5 separate regions of the Sus scrofa genome follow, and all the other regions are linked to region 4. A link is a contact called in public Hi-C and promoter capture Hi-C data. All regions are on one chromosome and are shown on one strand. The core of a region is the stretch at or near the end of the contact, and the rest is flanking DNA. Distances in the headings are between cores, read along the strand shown. Region 1 holds the start of GID8 (glucose-induced degradation protein 8 homolog). Region 2 holds the start of TCFL5 (transcription factor-like 5 protein). Region 3 holds the start of PRPF6 (pre-mRNA-processing factor 6). Region 4 holds the start of PPDPF (pancreatic progenitor cell differentiation and proliferation factor). Region 5 holds the start of RGS19 (regulator of G-protein signaling 19).

Evidence for each region. Promoter capture Hi-C pulls out the DNA fragments that hold promoters and counts their contacts. A called contact is a pair of places that touch in the nucleus more often than the background predicts.
Region 1: a Hi-C map of liver shows a contact between it and region 4, with 6 times the contacts expected there. The contact joins the promoter of GID8 here to the promoter of PPDPF in region 4. A contact is called at or near these places in 1 of 5 promoter capture datasets (fetal skeletal muscle) and 1 of 47 Hi-C or Micro-C datasets (liver).
Region 2: a contact with region 4 is called in a promoter capture Hi-C map of liver, with 4 times the contacts expected there. The contact joins the promoter of TCFL5 here to the promoter of PPDPF in region 4. A contact is called at or near these places in 1 of 5 promoter capture datasets (liver) and 1 of 2 datasets of contacts at active chromatin or transcription factors (alveolar macrophages).
Region 3: a Hi-C map of liver shows a contact between it and region 4, with 7 times the contacts expected there. The contact joins the promoter of PRPF6 here to the promoter of PPDPF in region 4. A contact is called at or near these places in 1 of 5 promoter capture datasets (liver), 4 of 47 Hi-C or Micro-C datasets (heart right ventricle, liver, retroperitoneal adipose tissue and 1 more) and 1 of 2 datasets of contacts at active chromatin or transcription factors (alveolar macrophages).
Region 5: a Hi-C map of liver shows a contact between it and region 4, with 2.4 times the contacts expected there. The contact joins the promoter of RGS19 here to the promoter of PPDPF in region 4. A contact is called at or near these places in 1 of 5 promoter capture datasets (liver), 3 of 47 Hi-C or Micro-C datasets (embryonic fibroblasts, heart right ventricle and liver) and 1 of 2 datasets of contacts at active chromatin or transcription factors (alveolar macrophages).

The regions. Positions count from the first base shown.
Region 1 is chr17:62,171,919-62,175,478 of Sscrofa11.1, reverse strand. It overlaps GID8 (glucose-induced degradation protein 8 homolog), which reads right to left and starts at 1,257. Exons shown (of 5, transcript XM_021078239.1): 1 at 1,071-1,257. DIDO1 (death-inducer obliterator 1) reads left to right here and starts at 1,384. Exons shown (of 18, transcript XM_021078224.1): 1 at 1,384-1,533.
Region 2 is chr17:62,113,863-62,117,448 of Sscrofa11.1, reverse strand. It overlaps TCFL5 (transcription factor-like 5 protein), which reads left to right and starts at 1,780. Exons shown (of 7, transcript XR_002340122.1): 1 at 1,780-2,502; 2 at 3,360-3,546.
Region 3 is chr17:62,813,744-62,817,219 of Sscrofa11.1, reverse strand. PRPF6 (pre-mRNA-processing factor 6) reads right to left here and starts at 1,711. Exons shown (of 21, transcript XM_021077613.1): 1 at 1,476-1,711. The coding sequence starts at 1,546. It overlaps SAMD10 (sterile alpha motif domain-containing protein 10), which reads left to right and starts at 3,227. Exons shown (of 5, transcript XM_021077668.1): 1 at 3,227-3,413. The coding sequence starts at 3,323.
Region 4 is chr17:62,536,228-62,539,524 of Sscrofa11.1, reverse strand. It overlaps PPDPF (pancreatic progenitor cell differentiation and proliferation factor), which reads right to left and starts at 2,015. Exons shown (of 4, transcript XM_021077704.1): 1 at 1,839-2,015; 2 at 1,355-1,435; 3 at 1,059-1,136; 4 at 513-973. The coding sequence starts at 1,409. The coding sequence ends at 774. It overlaps PTK6 (protein-tyrosine kinase 6), which reads left to right. Exons shown (of 7, transcript XM_021077703.1): 7 at 1-672.
Region 5 is chr17:62,894,589-62,898,063 of Sscrofa11.1, reverse strand. It overlaps RGS19 (regulator of G-protein signaling 19), which reads left to right and starts at 1,915. Exons shown (of 6, transcript XM_021077657.1): 1 at 1,915-2,058.

The DNA of each region.
Region 1 (3,560 bases), core at 8-2,507, 360 kb after region 4:
CTCACGTGGAAGGACAACAGAACCAATGCGATGAGGACCATGGAGACCGGGAGACCCTGGCGCGTGGAGCCGCAAGTGAGGAGGAAGGACTGGGAGAGGAACAGGTTTGAGGAGCCAGGCCAGTTTGGGCTGCCTATTACACACGCCGCAGGAGTCAAGGCGGCACCTGGATCACAGGTCCCGAGCTCAGCGCCGGAAGCATTCATTAGGGAAACATGCGCCACACCAAGACTGAAAGCCCGGATTCCGCCAAGGCTGCCCAGGGAGAGAGTGGGCGTGGGGAGCAGAGGGGCGCCAGACCAAGTCCTCGGTAGCGGGGACGCCGTGCCCAACTCGGATCAGCAGAGGAGGAGGCGCGGCGAAAGCAAACTTAGCTTGTAGGAAGACCTAAGCGGGAGCTGCGGTCCTTCCAGCGCACACCTAGCCCTCGCGGCTACGGCCAACTTCACGACCAGCGGCGTAACTCCCTCAGATCCAACCCTGACTCCCAGACAACAGAGCGAGAGCTGATGTAACAGCGCTGGAGAACGGACCCGGGAACCACCCCAGCTCCGAGGGCGCGGGACCCCAGCTCCCCAAGCGGCAGCGTCCGACCTCAGCACTTGGACCTCCGCTCTGAAGCGGCTCTGTGTCCAAACAGTTCCCTTGCGACACAAGTGCGCCGTGTCGACAACCATCACCCCAGCAGGCGACCGCCCCTCAAGGCTGCAGCCTTCCCTCGAAAGGCGCTCGGGTCGGGAACACACACTGAATCCCGGACCCGGGCTCCGCCGCGGCTAGCGAGGAGGGAGGCAGGTTGACTCGCAAACCCTGCGAGCGCCGCCTCCCGCGAGAACGCGGCCCGATTCGGTCCTGCTCGGACCTTCGACCCGGAAGGCCCTGGCGCGGGACGCCCCGGCCCAACCCCCTCTCCGGCCCCTCTCCCCTCTCCCGCCCCGCGCCCGTCCTCCCCGGCCCCGACCCCGGCCCGGCCCCTCCCCTCCCGGGGCCCTCCGCTCCCCGCCCCCGCCCCGCCGCGCTCCCGCGGGAACGCTGGGCCCGACCGCCCGGGCCCGCCGCGGCCATCTTACCGTTCGGATCCCGCCTGCCGCGCTTCGGGGGGGGGGTCTTCGCGGCCGCGCGGGGGGCCGGGCTGGGCGGGGAGGGGGCGGCGACGCCGGGGAGGGGGAGGTGGAGGCGGGGGCCGCGGCGGAGGCGGGGGCGGGGAACGGGAGGGCAGACGCACCGGCGGCCGCCCCCTCAGCCACTTCCCGCGAGATCGCCAGCTCGAGAGCCGGCAGCCAATCAAGTGCTCCCGAAGGGGGGGCGGGGCGAAGCGGCCCACCGGAAGCGCGGAACCCCAGCTTCCGCCCTTGCGCAGAACTCCCCTCGCGGCGCCCTCGCTCTACGGATTGGCGCGAGAGTCAAAAGGCGTCGGCCGCTTCTGGGTAAGATGGCTGCCGCGGAGGTGTCGTTGTGGGGCAACTTTGCGTCGGGACGGCGACATCTAGACTGAGTCGGAGGCGAAGGTTCCAGCGTCCTTCCGTCTTTGGTGTGAGCCCGCGGGCATGGGCGGGAGCGGGGGGCAGGCGCCGGTGCTCCGCGCAGGCCCGAGGCAGGGTTCCTCCTGGCCGGGCGCCTGCCTTCGCGCAGGCCGGGGAGGAGCCGCCGCCCGAGCGCGGCCGGCGGGAGGTCTCCGCTCCGACGGTTGGGGCGGGCTCGGGGGCCACGCGGCCGCGGCCGAGAGCGTGCAGCCGCTCGCTGCCGGATGACTCACCCGGAACGGGCCTGCCCTCAGGGAGCCTCCCGCCCGGGGGCCCTGCGGCCCGGGGCCCGGGGGTCTTTCCCGCCCGGGCTCCCTTAGCCGCGCTGGGGTTGGGCGAAGGCTGCAGCATGTGCCACGGGGGCCGGGAGAGCGGAGGGTCCCCCTGCGCCGTGGCCGGACCTGGTGCTCGTGGAGGTGCAGAAAGGCACCTTCATTTGGTTGTTTTCGTCCGTCTGCTGGAGCAAAGTGCAGACTTGGTCAGAGCAGGGCCTCGTTTTCTCGTTACTGGAGAGTAAAGTGAAAAGATGTTAGAACTCTTTCAGGAAGGAAATTGAGGGGGCAGCCCTTTATTCCATCGGATGAAATCCGCCGTCCTCCTGCAGTCAGAGGCTGGAGGGTTGGTGTGGTTGCTCTAGAGTCACCTAAGAAACGTGGAGGTGGTGTGGGGCTTCTTGCACAGAGAGCTATTTGGCAAATAGGTTTGACAGGGAGGACGAATTGTAGATTATTTCCGTTCGTCGAATGAGCTACATTTGCAGGTTCAAAGCTTTGGCACAAATCTGTTTAAAGTGCAGATGTAAATGCCTGACAGACGTGCGATTCCATTCTTTTCAGAGACTCAATCCTGTAAACAACCTTCGCTGTCAGCTCAGTAGTGAGAGGTGCAGACTTTAAAAATTATTTCAAGGGTGCACGAGCACATGCCGGTGCCCTGAGGAGACAGAACGTTCCAGCCCCTAAAAAGGGTTCAGGGGGCCTTCTCTGTGGGTCATAGGTTAGCGGCCGCTCTCCCCAGGTCCTGCGCCCCCCTCATTCCACCTAGACAGGGGCTGCCTTCTGTGGCTCCCAGCCTCGCCCCCACAACACCGAGGCGCCCTCCTTCCTCTCCTCCTCCGTCCCGGGGACCCTGCCAGCTCCCTCGAGACACCCCCGCGGCAGGCAGGGCGATCTCCCTTCGTCCCTGTCCTCTTCACACCCCTCAGAGACTCCCCTTTGGCACCAAATGAGCTGAAAGCCTCGCTCCCCTGTCTCGCCCTTTCTCTCCCCATCGCCCTCTGGGCTCTCGGCCTGTGTCCCGCACTCCCCAGGCTCGCTCCTGGGAGTGGGGAGAAGGACCCTGGCAAGCAGGCTGTAGCGCCCCCCCCTAATGCTCACCTGGTCCCCACACTGTCCCCTTGGTGTGTTTAGCTCCTGACCTGTGTGGCAGGTGCCTGTGAGCGGGTCACGACTTACCTGAAACACCTGAGCCTCCGCAGAGCTGAAGCGTCTGGCGCGTGGCGGGAGGCCCGTGGATGCTGGCTGGGAATGTGGAGGAGGGAATGGATGCGCCACGAGGACCCCAGCTGGAAGCAGGGACGGCCAGGGGAGGGGACGGTCTGGAGTGGGTTGACGGCCGTGGAGTGACAGGGGAGGAAGGTGGCGCTCAGGTGCGTGGCCAGTGAGGGCGGTGGTGGTGGCACCAACCGAGGGAGAACGTGAGTTCAGCCTGGGCCGCGTGCGTTGAAGTGCCTGTGAGTGTCCATAGCTCGAGGGCAGATGAGGCTGCAGGTGACAGTTTTGCGGCGACAGTGGTGACAGCTTGTGAAGGTCAGTAGACAGGTCAGTAGGCACATTCAGGGTGGGTCCTCCCAGAGCCGGGCCCGGGCACTCCTGGGGCCTGGTTTCTAGCGGGTGTCCCGGCCGAGGTCACGTGTGGAGTGGCTGTTGACTTGACATCCACCAAGCCTGCCCGAGGGACGGCCAGGAGGTGCAGTGAGTGTGGGGTGAGGTGTCCAGTCTGGAGAATCCACTGGGGCCCTGCAGTGGACGTGGGGCG
Region 2 (3,586 bases), core at 531-3,030, 420 kb after region 4:
ATTCTCTCTCTCTCTCCCCGTTTTTCTTTTTGCAGCTGCACCTGCGGCATATGGACGTTCCCAGGCTAGGGGTTGAGTGGGAGCTGCTGCTGCCGGCCTGCACCACAGCCACAGCAAGGCGGGATCCGAGCCTCATCTGCAACGTACTTTGGCAGCTGGTGGCAATGCCAGATCCTTAACCCCCTGAGGGAGGCCAGGGAGCCCACCCGCATCCTCAGGAAGACACCGCGGGGTCCTGAACCCAATGAGCCGCAATGGGAACTCCTATTTTCCCTTATAAACACTGCATCTCGCTGTCCTCCGTGGTTCTGCTGCTCTACGTGGGGGGTCTGCTGATCGGCAGCACAGGGTCAACTGGTGGCTCCTTAAAACGGCGGGATTCTGGGCGCCCCCAGGCCTGCTGATTTAGAACCTACTTTTAAACAAGATTCCCAGGGCAGTTTTGCACACATTATGGTCTGTGATGGTGTCGTGCTTAGAATTTTCTCAAAGAGTTTATCAATATCGTTCTGTATATTTAGCAGTTGTTTAACTTGCTTTTTATTTATTTTTTTAACTTGAAGTATAGTTGATTTACAGGTGTCAGCCTCAGGTGTTTAGAACAGTGATTCAGTGCCGTGTGTATTTATGTTCTTTTCCCTTATAGGTTTTTTTGGGTTTTTTTTTTTTTTTTTTGTCTTTTTAGGGCTGCAGGTGCAGCACATGGAGGTTCCCAGGCTAGGGGTTGAACGGGAGCTGCAGCTGCTGGCCTGCACCACAGACACAGCCACGCCAGATCCTTAACCCACTGAGTGGGGCCAGGGATCCAACCTGCTTCCTCATGGATACTAATTGCTTCGTTACCGCTGAGCCACAATGGAACTCCAATTTTGCTTTTCAAATTTAGGTATTGCAATTACCTGAAACTAATTTTTATCTTAGGGGTGGGAAAAGTGCTAACTCTTTTCTAAATGATTAATCAGCTGTCCTGTAAGCCATCATTCCCTTCTGGTTGAGATGTGGGTGTGGGTGAGAGGTGGGTGCAGTAATTATTCTGAGCCTGCAGGAGTGACTCTTTTAAAGACCCACCTATTGTATGATGCCATTCATAGGGAGAGCTTGAATGGGCGTGAGATTTCTTTGGGTGAAGTGTTCTGAGACACTGTGACTTCACTTTTGGTGGGATGTGATGCGCTGTGATACACGACCACTGAATGGCGCACTTGCAATGGATGGACCCACGTGGCATGTGCTTTCCAACTCAATTCGCCGGCCAGAGTTTGAGGAGTGCATTGATCCCGCGTGGCTTGCCCTGCGCGGGGATGAGCCCGTGCGACACGTGCATTCCCTTGATTGCCTCTGCACCAGGTACAGAGCGCCCTGTCACACCTGGAGCGGGGCAGCTGTCTCACCTACTGCTCCCGCCACTCTGAGAAGGGGGCGCTGCACAGCACCCCGTGGCTCCGTGAACGCAGAGATGCACCTGCTGCCTGGGCCCTGCTCCCCGGCCGGGCCCCGGAAGGCCGGCCCCGCCACCCTGGACCCGCGGATACCCGACCGGGCGGTGCGGGGCACGGCTTGAGGCCGCGGCGCTCGGGTCTGGGCGCCCTCGCGCGGCCACTCGGGCCGCCCGCCCGCCCCCGACCTGCGCGCGCAGCCGGGGTGGGGCCGGCGCGGCGGGGGCGGGGCGGGCGGTTGGCGCGGCCGGGCCGCGGGGCGGGGCCGCGCCGGGGAGGGGCTGCCGTTGCGGGCGGGCGGCGCAGGCGCGCTGCGGCCGGCGGTTTCCGCGCCCCCGCCCCGCCCCGCCCGGCCTGGCCCCGCCGGCCCGCCCGCGCGCCCCCCCGCCGTTGGCGCCGGCATGTCGGGCCCCGGGCCGCGGGAGCCGCCGCAGGCGGGCGGGCCGGCGGGCCCCGAGGGCGCGGACGCGGCGCTGGGCGAGGCGGGGCTGAGCTTCACGACCACCGACCTGAGCCTGGTGGAGATGACGGAGATCGAGTACACGCAGCTGCAGCACATCCTCTACTCGCACATGGAGGCGGCGGCGGCCGACGGCGAGCTCGAGACGCGCCTCAACTCGGCCTTCCTGGCGGCGGCGGCGCCGGGCGCGGCGGCCGGGGGCTTCGCGGCGGCGGGGGGCGCGGCGGCGGCGGCGGCGGCGACGGGGGGCGCGGCGCCCGTGTACCCCGTGCTGTGCCCGCCCGCGCTGGCCGACGGCGGCTTCGCGGGCGCCAACCCGTGCCTGGGCCACATCGACTTCCAGGAGCTGCGCATGATGCTGCTGAGCGAGGCGGGCGCGCCCCCCGCCGCCGAGAAGACGCCGGGCGCCGACGGCCCGGGCCCGGGCGCACCCCGGCCCAAGGCGCCCGACGGCGCCGGCAAGGAGAACGCGGAGGGCGCGCCCGAGGCGCGGGCCAAGTCGGCAGTGCGCGTCCGCCTGGAGGACCGCTTCAACAGCATCCCCGCCGAGCCCCCGCCCGCCCCGCGCGGCGCCGAGCCCCCCGAGCCCGGCGTGGCGCTCAACAAGTGGGTGCATCCCGCCGGGTCTGGGTGTAGACCAGGGTCCTGTGCGGAGAAGCGGCCGCCTCGGTCAGGGTGTGGACCAGGGTCCCGTGCAGAGAAGCACCGGCTTCGGTGCGGGTGTCGACCCCCGGGTCCCATGCGGAGACCGCCAGTCTCCTGGCTTGCATCTTAACAGGGAGCCGACCTCGGCGGGTCCGAGGTCGTGTGCTGTTCGCAGGCGCTGCGAGCCCATACTAAGCTCGCAGCGCCTGCACACAGCCCCCAAAGCCTTGGCCTCGGGTGCACGCTGCGTCTGGAAGGGAGATGAGTTGAGACAAGTGTAGCGATGCTCCGAGCGCCAAAGGTTTTGCCCCGGACCACCCACCTAGATGTCCGGAGAGGCCCTTGCTTCCCGCTCCGGGGGCTCAGGTTGTGCTGACCTTGTCTTGTGCACACACATGCAGCCTGACGGAAGGACAGATCTCCAGCAGGCAGCCCTCCTTCCTCGCAGACACCCGCTGGGGTGTCTCCCCAGCTTTCCCTCTGGCCCACACCCCGGCTTTTTCCCATTTTGCCCGCCGTCATCAGATTTTGGAGGAGGGCCAGAAAGCCAGAGATGGGTGTCAGAGGCGTGATGGGAGGGGAGGTGTAACTAAAAGATGACACACAGCCCCGCCCTCCGGTGTGAGCGAGAAGGAAGTTGGAACTTGTCCCCTGCACCGCCGTTGATAGGTGTCTAGCGACTTCCACGATGACGCCGGGGCGTGCACTGTCACAGATTTCCTGCCTGGAACCTGGACTGTTAGCCGTTAGAGCGTGGTGGGGATGGCAGTGTTTCAGGGAACTTAGCCTACTTCTGGGGCTTTTGTGTCTTTTGGCAGTTTGGTGACTCTTATTCGACATCCGTCCGAATTAATGAACGTTCCTCTTCATCAGCAACAAAACAAATGCACAACACTGGTGAAAAACAAGACCGCTGCGGCCGCTACTGCTTTGCAGTTTACATGCCCTCTGTTCACTGCAAATGCGTGCTCTGCTGCTGGGACTTCGAGTCTCTCACAAACACAGGTAGGGAAAATGACTTTCAAGGCTTTGCTCTTTTGCGGTA
Region 3 (3,476 bases), core at 462-2,961, 280 kb before region 4:
AGTGCCGTGTGTGCAGGGAACCCCACACAGCCGTGCTCTCCAACGTCGCCGTCCGTCCGCTTCAGGACAGGAAGCTGAGGAGGCTACCAAGGCTCTCTCCTGCCACCCCCGTTCTCCGGGAGAGGGCTTCGCCAGGGCACCAGCCTCCCATTCCCAACACCTGCTAGGCATCTCCCTCTCCCACTCCACCCGGGCCTTCCAACGCAGCTCGGCCCAGGCAGAGCTCCCCTTCCGCACCGGCCCTGCAGCGGCAGCTCTGGGCTGTTTCAGCGGGTGGTGGCAGTGCCGTCCCAGGCACCATGGCATTGGCTCGGCCTCCCTCTCCCTCCCACCCGCCTCCAAGCTCTACAGGGTCTCCCCCCAGAACCCATGCTCCTGAGACCATGACTCCCATCCCATCTCGTTAGGAAGCAAGCTACCCCCCTGCATGGAGCTTCCCTAGCTTCAACACAGCTCCGACCGCAGCCTCTACGCAGCAAGGCTCTCATTCAGATTTGAAGGAGGAAACGAAAGCTTTACAGGCAAGCAAAAGCTAAGAGAATTCAGCACCACTAAACCAGCTTTACAACGAATACTAAAGGAACCTCTCTAGGTAGAAGGAGACCATAACCAGAAACAAAACTATGACGAGTGACGGGGCTCACCGGCAAAGACAAACACGTGAGAAAGGGAGAAGGTCAGCCACACACAAACAGGCCACCAAACCCAGAAATCGGGAGCAGAGGAGGGTACAAAGGCAGGATGCTGGGGATGCACTGGCAATGAAGAGACCAACAGCTTACAACAACCCTGTGTATACAAAGACTCCTATATCAAAACTTCACGGTAACTGCAAACCAAAAATCTACAAGAGATACACACAGAAATAAGAAAAAGCAACCCAAAAACAACACTGAAGACAGTCATCAAACCACAAAAGAAGATAATAACTGCTCAATTCCTCAGCAATAAACGGCCGTCATCTGATCTAGGGGACCCAGTCACAAGCCTCACAGATGCCACCCCTGCCCGCGGAGAGCTGACTCTGAACAGGCAGTACTGTGACCACCGACACCGCAGCGGAAGAACGAGCAACCCTGAGCGAGCACACAGAGGACCCCGGCCGGACGGTGGGGGAATCAGTCCCGTTCAAGGCAGGGGTTGGGGGGGGGCGATGCCTGGCCTGGGGGGTAGTAGCCACGGTGCTCAACTACAAGCACTGCACACTCGCAAGACGGCGTTACCACCCGCCTCTCAGCACAAACACCGGGCTCAGAGCGCCCCGGTGTCCCGTCTCCTGGGGAGGCAGCCTCGCTCGGGTCTGTCCGAACCCAGGACGCCGTTCTTCCCACAAAGACCTGGCCAACCCTGCGCCACCGCTGCTCTCGTCCTCCCCGCCCCGACCCGCCGCCTCACTGAGACGTGTGGGCAGTCGCGACGCGACCACGGTCCCGCCCGGGGCTCCACCCCAGCGCGCGGCCCGCCCCAGGCCTCACCCCCGGCCCAGCCCGGGCACGTAGCCGAGCGGAGCGGGCATGCCCAAGAACGGCTTCTTCTTCTTGTTCATCGCGGCTGTGACGCCGACGGCCGGGAAGGGAAAGGACGGAGGCTGCGGCCGGAGGCCAAAGACGACAGACGACCGAAGCGCCGCCGCAGGAAGAGCTCGCGCGCCCGCGTCACCCGCGCCCCGGAAGCAGAGCGCGCGAACCGACAGATCCCCGCCCACCTCGGCGGCCCCGACCGGAAGTTCCCTAAAGGCGACTTCCGCCCGCTTCCGGCGGCTCCTTGACTCCGAGACCGAGACGCGATAGGCGCATGCGCGGGGGGCGCCTGCTCGTGTAGCTGCGGGCGGGCGGGCGGTGTCACCCTCGATTAGCCCTCGATTAGCAGTCTGCACACGGGGGAACCTCAAACCTTGAGCCGGGGCGGCCCTGCTAACTGCGTGTACTCGATGCATTTCCGATACCTGCCTGTATGGGCAGGACCTATGGGTCCCCCGCCTCCCGGATCCGCCCTCCCTGCCCCCCGCCCAGTCGCCCTGGCCCCGGGGCAGGGCCTAACACAGCTCCGGGGGCTGCACACCCAGCCAGTTGTGTAGAGCTTATGCGGAGTGTATGTGTTGTGATCGCGTGTCCCCGGGTGCAGACTGCTTCCCTGGCTCTCCGCGCTCAGATTTCTGGACCCGATCCGGCAGCGCCGGTACCTGTACAGGCCCCCACCCCCACCATACCCTGAACATTCAGGTGCTTCTGGTGAGGGTGGGAGCCCAGATCCTAGGGAGCTAATTGATGAGCATAAATAAATGCACCAGGACAAGTTAGTATGCGGGCATGAGTGGTCACAGCATGTGGGTGAATTCCGTGTGTCCGTGGGCACAGGTGCAAGTCAAGCCACCTGTGCTCATATTTTAGGTGAATATGCATGACCGTCCTTGGCATACATGTCTGTGTGTCCATGTGCACGTTTGCTGAGGTGGCTGTGGGACATCCTCTGGCCCCCACATTCACCTGGGGAGAGCCCTCAGGCTCTAGGCAAAGCAAGCAAAAAGCTGGCCACATGTTTAGCCTTCTGCTGGACCAGGCAGCCCCCAGCCCACCCTAACCTTTCTCACTGGGGTCCTGGAGCAAACATAGCTCTCCTGCCTGCTGCAGCCTTCTCAGAGTTTCTCCCTCCTCCTTGCCCCCAGCCGAATCCCTTTCAGCACCACGCCCTGGACGCTGAGTCAGATTCTGGGTCTCCAGAGGGGAGGGGAGAGACCCTGCTGTCCTCCAGAAGTTTGCGGTGTTGTGGGGAATAAGAAAGGGTCGAACTGACTTCTCTGGGGAAACGAGTGCCCGTTGGACAGGGAGACCACTGGAGAGGTCTGGAGATGACGTGAATAAAGGAATAAGTAAACTGACATAGGAGAATGGGTTAGGTCTGGCCCTTGACCTGGCCCCCAGTGGACAGAAGCTCCCCGGAGCAGGTACACTACCCTCTCCCCTCCACACACGCACTCTTATGTCCCTGACTCAGATGCTCCTGCAGACCTCTGGATCTCCTGCCGGTGCACAGAGTCCCTTGTCCTTGCACGCCCAGGTGCGCACTGCCGGCCCGTGCCCTGGCAGGCACCGTTCGCATACGCAGATCCGCGCGCCGCCGACACACCTCCGAGTTCCCGGAGCGCGCCCGGCTCTCAGGGCTCAGCGGCAGGTGCCTCGCCGCGCAGACTCGCCGGGCGCGGGGACCGGCTCGGGCGCGGGGCCGGTTGGGGCGGGGCGGCGGCGCGCGTTCCCCGCCGGCCACACGGGCCGCCCTGCGCCCGGCGAGGGGCGTGTGCACAGGCGGGGGACCCGCGGGCCCCATGTTCACGGAGCTGAGGACCAAGCTGAGCCCCCCGCGAGGCCGCTCCGGGGCTGTGCGCGCCGGCTTCGGGGAGCGCCGGGATGTGGACGGTGAGCGGGCTGGACCGGGGCGCGGGAGTATCGGGGTCTGGGGGCTCGAGGACCGAGAGGGAC
Region 4 (3,297 bases), core at 766-3,265:
TGCCTGGCACCAGGGACCTGTCCCAGGGATGGAGGACCCTGCTGGGTGTCTCTCGTAAGAGGCCAGGGGTAGCGACACCCTTCTCAGAAGGTGCAGGGGAGGAAGCTCAGCACGTGAGCTCCCGTCCTCAGGGAGGATGGCTCCCCAAGGTCCTTCAGGGGCACTGGGCCCTCCAGCGGAGGGCTCCTGAACCCAGAGCCAGAGGCCGAGCCTCCTGTGGAGTTAGAGGACCTGACCTGGCTGTCCTGGGGATTTCAGATCCAGCTCCTTGCTGCCTGCTCTCCCTGGCTCCCCAAAACAGCAAGGCCCCCCACCCCTTCTCAGTCGCAAGGCTCCATGCGCACCAGAGCTGCCTGCCCACCTGAACCGGGGCCAGACCCGAGGTGGCCCCGGTTCAGGTGGGCCGCGAGTAGGGCCAGCTGCCTGCTGCCTGGGAGGCGAGAAGGTTGAGGGGTTGGTGGACTCATCCGTCCCACGTGGGGGGAGGGGCACGCACACAGCTCACACACCGGTCAGCCTGCTGGCTGCTCCGTGTTTATTTTCCACTGGGTGCAAGGCACAGGGTTACGGCGTGTCCGAAAGGCTCTCATGTGGCTTGGGATAGTCAAGAGCGGGGTTCTCTCACTTTCTTTTTGGTGGTGTGCTGTTCTCAATTAAAGAACCCAACTGCTGCCTCCAGCTGCAGCTCTTGAGTCTCAGGAAGGGGAGGGCAGGGGAGGGGCTCTGAGGAGCCTAGCGCCTTGGAAGGAAGCCTGGCAGCTGGTGGTGGCCTCTCAGGAGGGAGGCCTGCAGTTGGGTGTGCCCGGCTGGCCGCCAGGCTGCTGCTGAGCCAGGTCGCAGGTGATCATGCGGGTGGAGGCCCCGGCAGATTCCGAGTGCCCCGGGGACTCCAGCACCGTGGCCATGAGTGGGAGCGTGGGCTTCCCGAAAAAAAAGCTAGCCCACCAGTGTCCCGGGTCAGCTTTGGGGAGACCTGAGAGAAGCAGAGTGAGGTCAGGCTGCTGCAGCCCACTCCCCCAACAGTCCCCCAGTACAAAGGGGAGCAGAACTGCACTCACCCGGGGGGTGGGGGATGGCTTCTCCGGGGCACTCGGCACTGCCGCAGGAGCTGTTACTGGAAGTGGAGCCCAGGCGGCCTGGAGAGGGAGGCCGGGTCAGCTCCACTGGGCACTGAGCACCCCCAGCCCACCAGGCCAAGGGCTAGCATTGCTGGTAGCACAGGGCCAGGGTCAGGGGTCCACGGCGGCGCACGTGGCACCCAGAGAGGGGCTCTCAAGAAACTTGGGCTGCACCACAAGCTGGCTGGGCCAGCCCACGTGGGACTTGGGGGCGGGCGGGCAAGGGGCTTACTTACAGCGGTAGTAGTCGTGGGTGGCCACGAGCGAGCCGCTCGAGGGGATGGCTGCCATGCTCTTGCTTGGGGGCTGCTGGGAACCTGCGCACGCGGGGGTCGGGGAGTCCGTCCGGTCACCGCTGCCCCTGGAGAAGGCCGCTCCCCACCCGGGCAGAGCCGCCCCGCCCGGACTCCAGGGTCAGCCCCGTGCCCGGGTTTGTTTACCCAGCCGAGGCGGGGCGGCGGAACTCCCGGACCGCCCCCTCCGCGCGGGCGGCTCCAACCAGCCCGAACCGGCCGCGCTGGGCAACAATGGCGCTTTGTGCGCTGGTCCTCCGACCTGGGGGTCCGGGAAGCGGCCGGCGCGCCCCTAACCCCCGCTCCGGGCTCTGCCCGTCGCCCCCTACCCACCCGCGCCCCGCCCGACCGTCCGTCCTCCCGTCCGCCCGCCGCCGCCCAGGCCGGCCGCTCGACCCCACCCACGCGCCGCCGCCCAGGCCCTCACCTCGGCGGCGACCCCTCGCGGGCCTCGGCGCACGATCACGGACGGCGGGGACGGGGACGCTAGGCCACGGAACCCATCTGCCCGGGAGACCGCAGACGGCCGCTCCACACTCAGACGCGCGGGGCGCGCACGCGCGGACGCGCCCCCCGCCCGCCCCTTATAAGGCGGTGCCGCGGTCGCGTCTCGGAGGGCGGGGCGCCCCGGCCCCGGCCCCGCCCCCGCCCCAAGGAGGGCCCGCCCCCCGGCCAGGCCCCGACTCCGCCCAAGACCCAGGCGGAGCCGATCAGACCCCGCCCGAAGCTCAGCCTGGCCCCGCCCCGGCCCGGGGCCCGGCCCTCGCGGGCCCGCCTCGGAGGAAGTCCAGCCGCGCGGCGTCCGGTCCGACCTTGGCTGCCCAGACAGCGGAGTCTGGCCTAGCCTGGCCTGGAGTGGTTAAATGACCCCCGCCCCAATCCCAGAGCAGGGCCTGCCTCCCTCCCACCCCTTGGACCCCTTCTTGGGCTCTGGCCATCCTTTTGGACCCAGGTTCCCTACTGGCCCCGCCTGTCTCCACCTTTCCAGCTTTTTCCGTGGAGGGAGGGAGCATATGCCGAACCGTGGCCCCTGCCCTTCCAGCCTGTTTCTGCTGTTGTCCGCAGCCCCACAGGCCCAGCCCCCGCAGTGCCCCTCTGCTCCAGCTTTCTCTGCTCAGGATGGGGCTCGCCCCACTCTCACCCGGGACAGGTGGGAGGGCATCTGCCTGCGAGACCCCAGCCTTCGGGCAGATGTGGGCCCTCGCTGGCAGGTGCCCTTGCCCAGCTGTCGGCACTGGCTGGTACCCTGAACCAACTGTGTGCCTCAGACTTTCCAGCCCTTCAAGGAAGTCACTGCAGACCCACCCACGCCCCCCTCACAGCTCTGGGGGTTCCAGAATCCGCTCCCGGTTCTTGGCTCCTGCCCACATCCAGCTGCTTGCAAGGGGGATGGGGGAGGGAGGGAGTGGGGAAAGCTGGGTGCAGGGGCATGACTTCTATGGGTAAGTGCGGTGAAGAGCAGCTGTTTGGGGATCTCCAGGAGCTGGAAGTGAAGCCCCTGGCCTGGGCAGCTCCAGAATGGTCCCCGTGGCGCCTGGGCCCTGCCACACCCTGGCTCTTCCACCAGGAAAACCTCCTTTCCAACGGGAAAATCAGCCTCCCTCCCCAGCAGCCTCCTCCAGGCCCCAAGCCCCCTCTGCAGGGAGGGGAGGTCTCACTGGACTCTCCTTGGCTCTTTGCTGCTGGGCAGTTGTGTCCCTGGTGGTTGGAGGGTCTCAGGAAATCTGAGCGGGTTGGGGGGAGGAGCTACCGGGAAGGTCCTGTAACCCCCTCTGCCGAGCCTCCCTGAGTTCGTCCCCTCAAAGACCCTCCAGGTTCCGCAGGCTGACTTGCTCAGAAACCAAGGCCCCGGCGGTGGGGGGGACATGATCCTTTATCGGGCTGGG
Region 5 (3,475 bases), core at 666-3,165, 360 kb before region 4:
TCTGTCTAGTAAAAGCCCGTTTTATTCCATAATTTCTCTGCGCCTCCATTTCTTTCTCTTTAAAAAGGAGGTTCTAGGGAGTTTCCATCGTGGCCCAGCGGAAATGAATCCGACTAGGAACCATGGGGTTGCGGGTTTGGTCCCTGGCCTCGCTCAATGGGTTAGGATCTATCATTGCCGTGAGCTGTGGTGTAGGTCGAAGACACAGCTCAGATCTGGCGTGGCTGTGGCCGTGGTGTAGGCCGGCGGCTACAGCTCCGATTCAACCCCTAGCCTGGGAACCTCCATATGCCAAGGGTGTGGCCCTAAGAAAAGCAGAAAAAAAAAAAAAAAAAAAGAGGTTCTAATATCCTACTTGGCACACCTGGCCCCCACACTGCGAGTGCTCCATAAGAGAGGGGTCACTAGAGCAGGCAAGAGGGTGGCCTCACAGCCTGCTCTGTACCAGGAATGAAGCCCCACAAAGGCGCCTCGGTCTGCAGGGAAGTCCTGGGAAAGTGGCGGAAGGCATTTCTGCAGGGCCCGGAGGAGGCTTCCGCTCTGGGAAGGCAAAGCACGTAGGCCACAGCCCAGTGTACTGGGGGCTGTGCGGGATCGGGCAGATCCTCAGGGCGGGGAGCTCACGCCCAAACCTGGGTCCGAAGGCCATCTCCAGCAGTACCTGCTGCAGAGCCTTGAATGAGCCCCTGCCGGGCCCACTTGGTTCTTCTCTCGGAATACGGCAGACTCTCCAGAGGGAGCACAGAGGACCCAGAGGGGCCGAGGCTGGGGGATGGAGAGACCCAAGTGGCCAGCAGACATGGGAGAGCAGCCAGAGGAAGGACAGTGTAGGGAGGACTGGGAAGGAGGGGGGCGGGCAGGGGGGTGCAAGGAGGGGCCCAAGATGCTAGAGGAGTGTGCTGACCCCACCCACGTCCAGCTGCCCCACGGGTCTCAGGAGGCGGGTGGCGATGCCACATGGGGCACCTTCGCCGCAGAATCAGCATAGCTATGTGACCTTGACTTAGCGCTGGCCTGACATCGTAGTCCTACTGCCCAGGACTGTTATCCAGGCTGAATAAGAAGCAGCCACAGGAGTTCCCTTTGTGACATAGCAGAAAGGAATCTGGCTGGGAACCATGAGTTGTGGGTTTGATCCCTGGCCTTGCTCAGTGGATTAAGGATCTGGCATTGCTATGAGCTGTAGTGTAGGTCACAGATGCACTCGGATCCCACGTTGCTGTGGCTCTGGCATAGGCTGTCAGCTACAGCTCCGATTCGTCCCCTAGCCTAGGAACCTCCATATGCCGCAGGAGCGGCCCTAGAAAAGGCAAAAAGACAAAAAAAGAAAAAAGAAAGAAAAGAAAAGAAAAAAGAAGAAGCAGCCACCTCAGGAGTTCCGGTTGTGGCTCAGCGGTAATGAACCCGACTAGTATCCATGAGGACACAGGTTCGATCCCTGGCCTCACTCAGTGGGTTGCTGTCAGCTCTGGTGCACGTCGAAGACAAAGCTCAGATCTGGAGTTGCTGTGGCTGTGGTGTCAGCCAGCAGCTGCAGCTCTGATTCGACCCCTAGCCTGGGAACTTGCATATGCCGAAGGCGCCGCCCTAAAAAGACCAAAAAAAAGAAAAGCAGCCACCTCCCCTCTGGGCAGGCTTCTGGCCTCTGCCCTGGCCAGCCAGTCAGTGTGGCAGCCAGGCGGTTCCCTGGTCCCATCAGCCAGGCTCACAGCCTCAAGAGGCACCCAGCCTCCAGGACCCCGGCCCCGCACTCTCCTGCAGCTGGGCTTTGGGCCTCCCAGGCCCCTGCCCTGCTGTACTTCGGGCTCCAGCTCCGTCCTCTGTTGAGCAGGATGCAGGACTCCTGCAGCTCTCTCCTGTGCTATGGCTCTCCTTAGCCCTCCTTACCTCTCACCCAGTCTGCGAGTCCACTTCTTGTCTACTCCAGGGCTGGTCTGTCCTGCTCACCACCAGGTCCCACCGCCTGACACGAAGGGGGCACCCAGAGACTTGACGGATGGATCAGCAGCACATCGGGCTTCCCTTTAGACCCCCAAGTGCTCTGAAAAACGTGAGCAGGTAAACGTGCAACTGGAACGCAGCGTTTGCTCAGGGCCCCCGGGCGCCAGGCTGAGGGCCTGCAGTGGGACAGGAGCTGCACTCGGTCGGAGTCCCCCTGGCCTCGGACCGTCTGCAGACCACTTCCAGAGTGGGGTCAGGGCCACCCAGACACCAGCCTGAAGCATGCTGGGATAAGGAATTTAACTCCCAGCTGTACGGGGTCATAAAACAGGAGGGGAGTTGGCCCAAGAGAAGGGACAGACATTCGTGGCAAAGGGGAGGGTGTGGCTTTAAACTTCAGAACCTCCTGGGGCAACTGGAGGGATTGAAAGAGACTCCGCCAGGCCCCTCGGATCCCCCCAGCAGAAGAACCGGTGCCCCCAGTCCCCACTGGCACCGCGACAGGGAACCCCCTTCCTTGGGAAGGGCCCCTCCAGCCCCGTGACAGTTCACAGGTGAGGACACCCAGTGTCAGAGGCGAGGGCCGGGCCGGAGTGACCGCCGGACAGTGCTTTCCGGCGGCCCCTCCCTTCCTCGAGCGGGGCAGGAGGCCTGGGGGGACCCCGGAGTCTCGTGGACGCCCCACAGCACCGGCAAAGCTGGACCCGCTCCGCTGAGCCGAGCTGGGGGCACGGCCACACCCCCAGCTACGCCGGAGGCCCCCTCATCAGCACCTCGTCTCCCCCGGCCACCCCCAGCCACGGGGAGGGCGGGGGGGGGGGCGCCGCGCGCCGGGCTGTGGGGGGGGCGCGGAGCCGGCCGAGCGCGGGGCGGGGCGGGGCGCGCCGGGCGGGGCGGGCCGGGCCGGGCCGGGCACCTCCCCGCGCGAGGAAGTCCCGGCCCCGCGCTTTGGGGAAGTGCGGCCGAGGCGCCTGCGCACTGCACCCTGCGCCCGCTCCCCGACGATCCGGCCGGACCTCGGAGCGCGCTGGCCGGCGGCTGCGGCGCGAGCGGCTCGGGAGCGCGGCGGGTGAGTGTGCGCGCGCGCGGCGCCGAGACCGCGGCCCTGCCCCTCCCGCCCGGGGCCCCCGGGGCCGTGCGGGGCGGGAGCCTGGGAAACCCGCGCCCGGATCAGCACCCCAAGGACTCCCGCCCCGGGGTCCACGTGGACCCTGGGCCGCGGAGAGACTGGGGCCGGTCCCCGCGCGTGGGGGAGGGGGCGTTGCAACCGGGTTCCCCTTTTTCTGCAGCTCAAAGCCTGGGGAAGTGATTGCTCAAAGGGGGGGGCCGGAAGAACCCAGGTTTCCGCGTCTCCCGCCTCCCCCCCTCTGCCCGGTGGGGAGGGGCCGAGGCGGGACACCCGGTCTGCCCCCGCCCCCACCCGGTTGGATCTGGCAGCCTCTCAACCCTGCGAGTCGCAGGGGAGGCGCTGCGCCCCCGGCCCGAGCCGATCGGGGGCTCCTGGAGCCAGCCTCCCTCCGGAACGCGCGGGAGG